Linked DNA regions of Zea mays: regions 1 and 3 are each linked to region 2. A link is a contact called in public Hi-C data. All regions are on one chromosome and are shown on one strand. The core of a region is the stretch at or near the end of the contact, and the rest is flanking DNA. Distances in the headings are between cores, read along the strand shown.

Evidence for each region. A called contact is a pair of places that touch in the nucleus more often than the background predicts.
Region 1: a contact with region 2 is called in a Hi-C map of leaf, with 6 times the contacts expected there. The contact joins the promoter of LOC100283147 here to the promoter of LOC100191389 in region 2. A contact is called at or near these places in 12 of 25 Hi-C or Micro-C datasets (bundle sheath, ear, endosperm and 3 more).
Region 3: a contact with region 2 is called in a Hi-C map of ear, with 3 times the contacts expected there. The contact joins the promoter of LOC103637892 here to the promoter of LOC100191389 in region 2. A contact is called at or near these places in 11 of 25 Hi-C or Micro-C datasets (bundle sheath, ear, endosperm and 4 more) and 1 of 3 datasets of contacts at active chromatin or transcription factors (leaf).

What each region holds. Positions count from the first base shown.
Region 1 is chr9:10,130,640-10,133,339 of Zm-B73-REFERENCE-NAM-5.0, reverse strand. LOC100283147 (tyrosine specific protein phosphatase family protein) reads left to right here and starts at 1,372. Exons shown (of 5, transcript NM_001156049.2): 1 at 1,372-1,812; 2 at 1,902-1,995. The coding sequence starts at 1,532.
Region 2 is chr9:9,950,249-9,952,948 of Zm-B73-REFERENCE-NAM-5.0, reverse strand. LOC100191389 (Aminotransferase-like plant mobile domain family protein) reads right to left here and starts at 1,447. Exons shown (of 4, transcript NM_001136823.2): 1 at 1,380-1,447.
Region 3 is chr9:9,804,565-9,807,264 of Zm-B73-REFERENCE-NAM-5.0, reverse strand. LOC103637892 (STOREKEEPER protein) reads left to right here and starts at 1,433. Exons shown (of 2, transcript XM_008660910.4): 1 at 1,433-2,668. The coding sequence starts at 1,731. The coding sequence ends at 2,663. It also overlaps the pseudogene LOC111589253.

The sequences.
Region 1 (2,700 bases), core at 123-2,622, 180 kb before region 2:
AGGAGCTGGCTAGGGTATGCCAAACACCCTAACTCCAGAGTCATAAACTCTATGGAGTTTTTGGAGCTGCAATACAATTTTTTGGAGTACCTATTTTGCTACTCTGGAAACTCCAAAAAAGCAACCTAGACATGAAGTTTGGAGTTATTTACCCCCCATTGCCACCGATTATTAGAAACAATCTAAACTCTGGTGCAGAGCTGCTCCACCCGGAGTTTTGGAGTACAGCTGCTCTGGGGTGGAGCAGAGCCATGCCAAACACACACTTAGTTAGACCGCCGTTTGACCATCTATAGTCGTGCAACGGATTAATTTGAAATAGCTGTGAGGGGTTATTTGTAAAAAGATGACGTGGAACGACTGTTTAAACTGATACTTTAAATATAGTATAGATTATGAGACAGTGGATAACTACCGTAACGGTCGATAAGGACCATCGGCGACCTTCCAGCCGCAATATTCGAACCGTGTTGTTTTTCCGTCACAAATCACTGAAGCTGCAGCGCGAATATCTGTTCATACCGGTCCTATGTATATACTGTATATTAGTTATAGGTTATGTGGGCCTCTTTCCCGTGGACGCTTCTATCAAGGTGATATGGGGACTATTTGTGGGGGTATGATATTTCCTGTGGTCACTAATTCAGCAGGAATATAAATTCAATTCTTAGTCCATGAAACATATGTCGACCATAAAAACATTCATATAGTTCATTGCTCCATAATATTTCATAACATTACGTGCTCCATAATCAAATCACCACCCCCCTTTCACTCTCAAAATTAGGGATGGGAGTGAGTACGTGTATGGATAAATATCCACAAGTAATTATCCATCGGATACAGATATGATAGAATTTATTATCTATAGATATGAGTATGAATATAATAAAATATTCACAAATATTTTTTCGCGCGTATGGATATCTATTGTCCATACTCGTTACCCGATGAGTATCTGATATGTGCGAAATCAATACTAATTTAAAATATGTTATTTAAATTAATTTTGAAATTTTATATTATAATTTGGATGTAAGTTTATGCTTATGGCCAAGCTCGTTGGCTCGGCGAGCCGACTCATGAGCCAACTTTTCAGGCTTGTTAGACCGAGCTCAACTCGTTACATGGCCGAGCCGCAACGATCCGAGTCGAGATTGGCTTGGCTCGTTTCCACCCTAAATAGAAGCCATGTTTTTGTGCTCTATCTTTCAACACAAAAACGACTCTACTTTTTCAAGGGCTTTCGACGAGAAACCGAATATTTTACCATTAGGTAGGGCTTTATGATAAGTCCGAGCTAGAGTCGTTCAAAGAGTCGCGCCAAAAGAGCCCTTAGTTGTAATTGGATCTACTAGATGATTAAACATCAACCTGATTGCACACGATATTTTCTAGGCAAAAACCTCTCATGCTACCTTTTGTTTTTCGCCTTCTTCCCTATAAATAACGGCCAAATTGCCCACAAAGAAACCACCCACCCGCGCGCCGTGCCTCGGTTTTAGGGCCCTTCCCTCACCGCCCCGCGGCCATGAAGCTGGAGGTCATGCCCAAGCCCAAACAGCGGGTGCTGGAGGCGCAGCAGAGGGAGGAGGCCATGGAGATGAGCGGCCTGGACCTGTGGAAGCACGAGAAGCCGCCAAGGATCTGCCCCTTGCCCCCGTCGCTCCCGCCGCCGCCGCCAGCGTTCGACGAGGCGGCGCTCGTGCCGCCGCTCAACTTCGCCGTGGTCGACGACGGCATCTTCCGCTCCGGATTCCCAGGGACCGCCAACTTCCGGTTCCTCAAGTCCCTCAACCTCCGCTCCATCGTGTAAGCGTCTCTTTCGCTCTCTCCCATGCCGGCGCCGTCTCTCGAATCACTGTGCTCGTGCGGCGCTCTGAACCGTTCCAGCGCGCCAGGTACCTGTGCCCGGAGCCGTACCCGGGGACGAACACGGAGTTCCTAGAAAAGAATGGGATCAGGCTCCACCAGTTCGGAATCGAGGGGCGCAAGGTAAATCCTAAATCAATTAACAATCGGGCCACGTGTTTTCAACGAAATCTTCTGCTGCTTTGCGGTCGGTTAGCGATGGTTCATGGAGGCGTATAATTACTCTGGAGAGATTAAATTATGGTTTGCTTTAGGTAACAATCATGATGCACGGCTTGTTTGCCCCGAGCCGACGTTGTTGATCATATGTCGTGTTGTGTATCCTAATTTAAGTAGTATTTGCTGCACTTCTACTTCAAAGAAAATTGGAGTATTTGTTATTGTAACCGACTTGCGTGAAAGGGGCCATAAATCCTCTTCACGTAGGCAGGCAGTGTTATCTGGAGAATTTTCAAAATTCACGGTGAATCGGTGGTGGTCCCTTTCAGCATTGCTTTGATTAATCAAGCCAGCTGTGCTGCTGACTCTTTTCCCGATATTCTCAAGTGTTTTTTTATTTGTTGGGTTCCTATGAATTCAAGCCTACCACTAGTCCACTACCAGCGTGTACGCATCACCGCTTTTGGCTTGGAGCTCTCCATGTGTTGCCTTTATTTCTATTTCTTTTCGTTTCCTTTTGTGATTTTTTTCTTCTTATTTTTGGTTTCATGCTATGGTGATCTTTCGCTGTTTCTGCAGAATAGGCAAAGCATGCAATGACTTTGAGTTATTCAGATCAATATTTCTTTTTAGAACTCCCATCGTGTTCTACTTTTTGTATCTTGTATT
Region 2 (2,700 bases), core at 198-2,697:
AATTTCGTACCCTACGGTGTTCGTTCCTCTCCTTACATCAAGCAAATGGCAGTCAATTCCTTCTGAAATCTATTTATACGGGGCCATTCGAAAAAAGACCTTGTAGTTAGATTGGTGGTGAGGGGATTCACATGTCTAGCCAGGGCAAGGTGCCAGAAATAGCCAAGCACGAGATAGTTGATACGTGTTTTTCACAAAAGCACCGGTCAGTTACTAGGTAAAATAAGTAATAGGCTTGGTCAAATGTCCTGGAATAGAACTATTTGCCAAGGTAGCTGGGTTTAAGAAACACGAGATAGGTCGCTGCCTGTAAAGAATAGGTAAGCAAAGGATAGGGCAACAGATTTTCTAAGGCTGAGTTTACCCACCTATCATTAGTTTTCTTCCCCTTGCTAAATAGCACATGTATCTGATACCAATAGCTCAGTCCAGCACTCTGTTAAATTGTCACGTGGTCTGCTTCTTTCACCATCTCATGAGCCCTTATGAGCTCAGTTGTGCTTTCACCTTTACTCAGTGAGCAGTAGAAATTCCACAGGCAAAAGGAATGTTCTCAAAGTACCACCCCAACATGAACCCCAGACCCACACTCAAAAACGAATGTTCTGAAAGTACCACCCTAACGTAAATCCCAGACCCACACTAAAAAACAAGGCAGCAGGATGCTGCCAAAATAGGATACCCAAAATAAAAGAATAGAACACCCAAGAAAACAGAAGTTGAAGTTCATAATATTATTCAAGATAATATATTAGACACTGAAATGCTGAATTCAAGAAAAGACCTAATGAACTCAGGTGCTACAAATCCAAACATCAATCCAATAAAACATAGAACCATTGCAGACACGTCTCCATGATGCAGGTGCCAGTGGTGGAGCCAAAATCTTTCAACTTGTTCCGATTTCCCAAGCCAGAAAAAAAATGCTCAGTCAAAATAAAAGAAGTCACATTATCGATATTGATTGAAATTGCTTGGGCATGCGTGACATAATGGGAATAACAAAATATTCAATGAAATTACAATTTGATTTTACGATCATGATCCATTGTCTGGAAGGCTGATTATTATCACTAACCTTAGCTTGTGAAGGAACTGTCGCTTAGCAATTGTTCGAGTGTTCATCCACAGGGTTACTTCTCAAATTATCTTTCACGTGTTCATCGAAACAAATACTGTAAACAGAAGCGGCTAGCAGCTGCTACTGGAACTACTAGCACCAGGGGTAGACCCAGTAAAGGGACATCGATGAACACATGAACAGCCGATAATTTTTGCAAAATGTTCGAAGCTAGTATGCATCAAATAGCCAAATTGATTTAAGTTAGGGTTTGGGTGCTCGGTTTCGCACAGAAGGGAAGAGAAAGGGGTGGAAATACCTGTGGGTGCTCGTCGCCGGAGAAGATACCGATGAAGGCCTCGGCTCTGGCTAGGGCTGCGGCGTAGGTTGCGTCGGCAGCGGCAGCCCACCCAGTCCTGGGGGGGCACAGAACGCACACGGGGTGAAGCGTCAATCCGTGATGCGACGTACAGCCCAGGTCCGGGGTTGTTGGGCCCAGGAAAGCGTACCCGCACGAGCCTTCTCTTGGGTCCTTTTTTTCACATTTTAAAAAACAATTCTTCGTTTTTCTCTCTCATTTTATTCTTATTGATTTCGTATTTATTCTCTCCAATGGATACTTCTCATGGGTAGTCGGGTATTGATTTCAAATAACGTCTCGTTTTATTCTAAGAATTGAATTTTATTCTAATAATAGTAATTTAGGCATATATCATTAAGCTAATTTAGTTTTATACAAAATATATTTGTATACTATTATTAGCAAGATGTCGGAGATATTTATGTACTACATTTTTAATATAGATGAGTGAGTCGAAGATTGTCCTATCAATTATAGGGTAGAAACAAATTCTATTGATGCATAAAATCATTTTTCATCCTCCACCCCATGAATTTGAGATAAACTTATATTTAAACTTTGAAAAGTGTTGGAATGTTAAACTCCAAGCTAAATAGGTTACTTTATTAAGTAAATTCTAATTCTTCCAAAATAAATGGATCCAAACACCCCCTAAGAGAACAATAATAATATTTACCTAATTTGTGTTGTAAATAAGTAAATGGAACAATTTTATTTATTTTTATTAAGGTTGAATAATTCTAAAACTAGAAACCATTTTCACTTTAAACCTAGAGCAATTGCAAGAACTTAGAATTTTTATCTCATAAAGCTATAACACTTTTCTTCTGAACTATAAACAAATTTCTCTTTGTGACAATTTCAAGTGAATGTACAAATTGTGTACTATAGATGGAACAACAACCGTTCAGCCAAGAATATTGTTCTTGTCGTGGTTCCGGAAAACAGGGTGCAGTAAGATTTGTGTTCGCGAGGGGTGCTAGCGTGGACTCACTCCGAATGGTAAATCGCTGGGACTCAAATGAAGAATTTGGGACATGGGGTTTATACTGGTTCGGATTCACACCCTACTCCAGTGTAGTGTTGATCATAGTATTGCTTTGAACGTGTTACGACAAGTGTGCTTGTGTGCCTATCCTTATGAGAGGAAGAGGATCCTTCCCTTTTATATCCCAAGGGTCAGAGCTTACATTGTTCCTTCTTCAGAGAGAGAGAAGAAGTCTTTCATCTGTTGCCCGGACCCCCTTCTTCTGGTTGCGTGAAGTAGCGCTCCATGCCA
Region 3 (2,700 bases), core at 184-2,683, 150 kb after region 2:
GCAGGTGGTCGCTGGGCAGGCCGAGGGACTCCGACAGGAGCTCCAACACCCGCAGCGCCAGCTCCGTCGCCGCGTCGCCGTACTCCAGCATCGCGCCCCTTTCACCCGATCAGTCGGTCGTGAGTCGTGACTCGTGAAGTATACAGTATATATCGCGGTAGTATGGAGCACGGATCAGAAACTCGGTACCTGACAGCCTCGGGCAGCTCTTCCGGGCGCGGCGGGTCGGGCGCCAGCTCGCAGAAGAGGGTGTCGCGCCAGCTGGCGGCCGCCGACTGGAAGAGGTCGTAGTTGGAGGTGAACCTCACCTTGCGCGCGGTGTCCCTGGTGTAGAAGCGGCGCTTCGCCTCCGCCTGCTGCTCGTTGAACCGCCTCACCCCGGCGAGCGCGGCGGCCATGAGCTCCCGCGGCACGCCGTGGTTGACCACCTGGAAGAACCCCGCGGTCTCGGCCGCGCGCCTCACCCGCGCGGCCACCTCTTGTCGCGGCGCAGCCGCGAGGTCGATGACCGGGATGATGCCGGCGGCCTCGCCGGTGGGGGACGGCGGCGGGCACGAGGTCGTCGCCTCCAGGGACTCCGGCGGGCCGGTGGCGGAAGATGGCCGTAATGGCCGTGACGCCGGCGTCCACGAGCCCCTTCACGCCCGCCTTGGTGTCGTCGAACGCTTGCAGCTCGCGCCGCCGCCGGTCAAAGCCGTCGGAGGCCGCATGGGCTTCCGGTTCGGCGGCCGACATCGATGGTGTAGTCGTTGGTTTGGCTCTGCGCGCGACGGGTGAGAGGGAGGTGGACACAAATATTTTTTTTCCCCAGGATTCGCGATATTTTCCAGTCCCAAAGCGATGGGAAACTCCGTTCCCCTCAGAGGCAGACCACGACCATGTGATATTTTCGCCTCGCAAATGCACGGCTCCATTCCCTCAGTCGAGCAAGTCCAGTCCAGTCCAGCGCACCTCAAAGTCGCAACGGCCACTTAAGTCATGAACTCATGATTCAGAATCTGGTCACCATGGACTCCAGAGCTCAGAGCAGGCCTGCTGCTGGCTGCCGGTGTTTACCAACTAGTACATCTTAAATTGCAGATGCCGTTAAAAGCGTAGACTGACTTAGGGCTAGTTTAACAACCCCATTTTTACGTGGAATTTCAAATTTCTCAAAGAAATTGAACTAATTTTACTTGAGAAAAATGAAAACCCTTGGAAAAATGTGGTTTTCAAACTAGCTTAAGCTCTTTTTTATCTGCTTCAATCACATACATACCGATCATAAAAAAACAACACATCGATCATTAACAGGTAGACACATGTCAAAAATCCAGAGCAGGCGTTCGATCGATCAGCAGCCTGCAGCAGCGGCAGGGTGAGCCACCGCGCCGTGCGAGTGACGTCACGCTCGGAGCGCAGGCTTTGGAAGTGGAACAGCGCGAGCGACACGGGGGCATGCCGACGGAGCTGCCGCGACGAAACGCACGAAGAAACCGTACCGTTGTCACTTGTCAGGTTCGCAGCTTGTCAACCGGCCCGCCGCAACTCGAGTACTCGCCACGCGCGCCACGCCGCGCGCCGCCGCTCCCTTCCCGAGCCCCGACTCCGTCCGGAGTGCTGCAACCTGCGCCGCTGCCCACCGGACTCCTCTTCCCCTTCCGCCTCGGCTTCCCGATCCCCTTCCCGTCCCGAGCCCTGCCGAAATTCGAATCGCCCGCCTCCCGAGCCCTCGCCCCCCCGCGCCGCCGATGCCCTCCAAGCGGCCGTCCCCGCACGCCATGGACGAAGCCGCCTCCGCCACCGCCGCCGCCGCCGCCGCCACCGCGCGCCTCCGTCCCTCCACCCCGCGCTCCAAGAAGCGCACCTCCCGCTCCAAGTCCCGCGGCCGCCGCCGCTCCCCGAACCCTAACCCTAGCTCCCGCCGCGAGGGCTCCGCGGACCACGCCTCCGCCGCGCCCTCCCGCAAGAGCGACCGCAAGCCCAAGCCGCGCTCCTTCCCGGACTCCGCCACGCTCGCCACGGCCATGGCCTCGGTCTCCGCCGCCGCCGCCGCGGCCCCGTCGTCCGGCGCGGGGCGTGGCAGCGCGGGCGCCGTCCAGAAGCTCTGGAGCGAGGCCGACGAGATCGCGCTGCTCACGGGCGCTGCCGCCTTCAAGGACCGCACCGGCATTGCGCCGCGCCTCCCGGACATGGGCGAGCTGTTCGACTCCATCAGGGACTCCCTCGCACCGCATCTCGACCAGGCCAAGGTGTACTACAAGCTCAAGCGCCTCAAGAGCAAGTTCCAGCACTCCGTGCCGGGTGACTCCAGCACCGCGCACGAGCACCGGCTGCGCGACCTGGGCGCAGCCCTCTGGGGCGCCGAGCTCACGCGCCCTGAAGAGAACGCTGCCGAGGAGGCCGCCGATGCAGACGACATTGACGGGAATAGGGAGGGGGCCGTGAAGCTTCCTATGGTTAAGGAGGTGCTTGGAGAGTACTGGAGGCTGAACGGGCAGACCATGTCAGGTGTGTCACTGGAGAAGGGGTTGGCGCTGCTTGGGTCGCAGGAGGCTAGTGACACCGAGGTCAAATGGAGGCGACAGCTTGAGGCAGATATGCGCATGCAGATGCGCCGCCATGATCTGGAAAAGGAGGTCTATGGCCTGCTCATCGATGCCATCAAAGGCCTAGGGCCTTAACTTGGGTACAGATTTTACCATTCTCTGTGATCTGTGA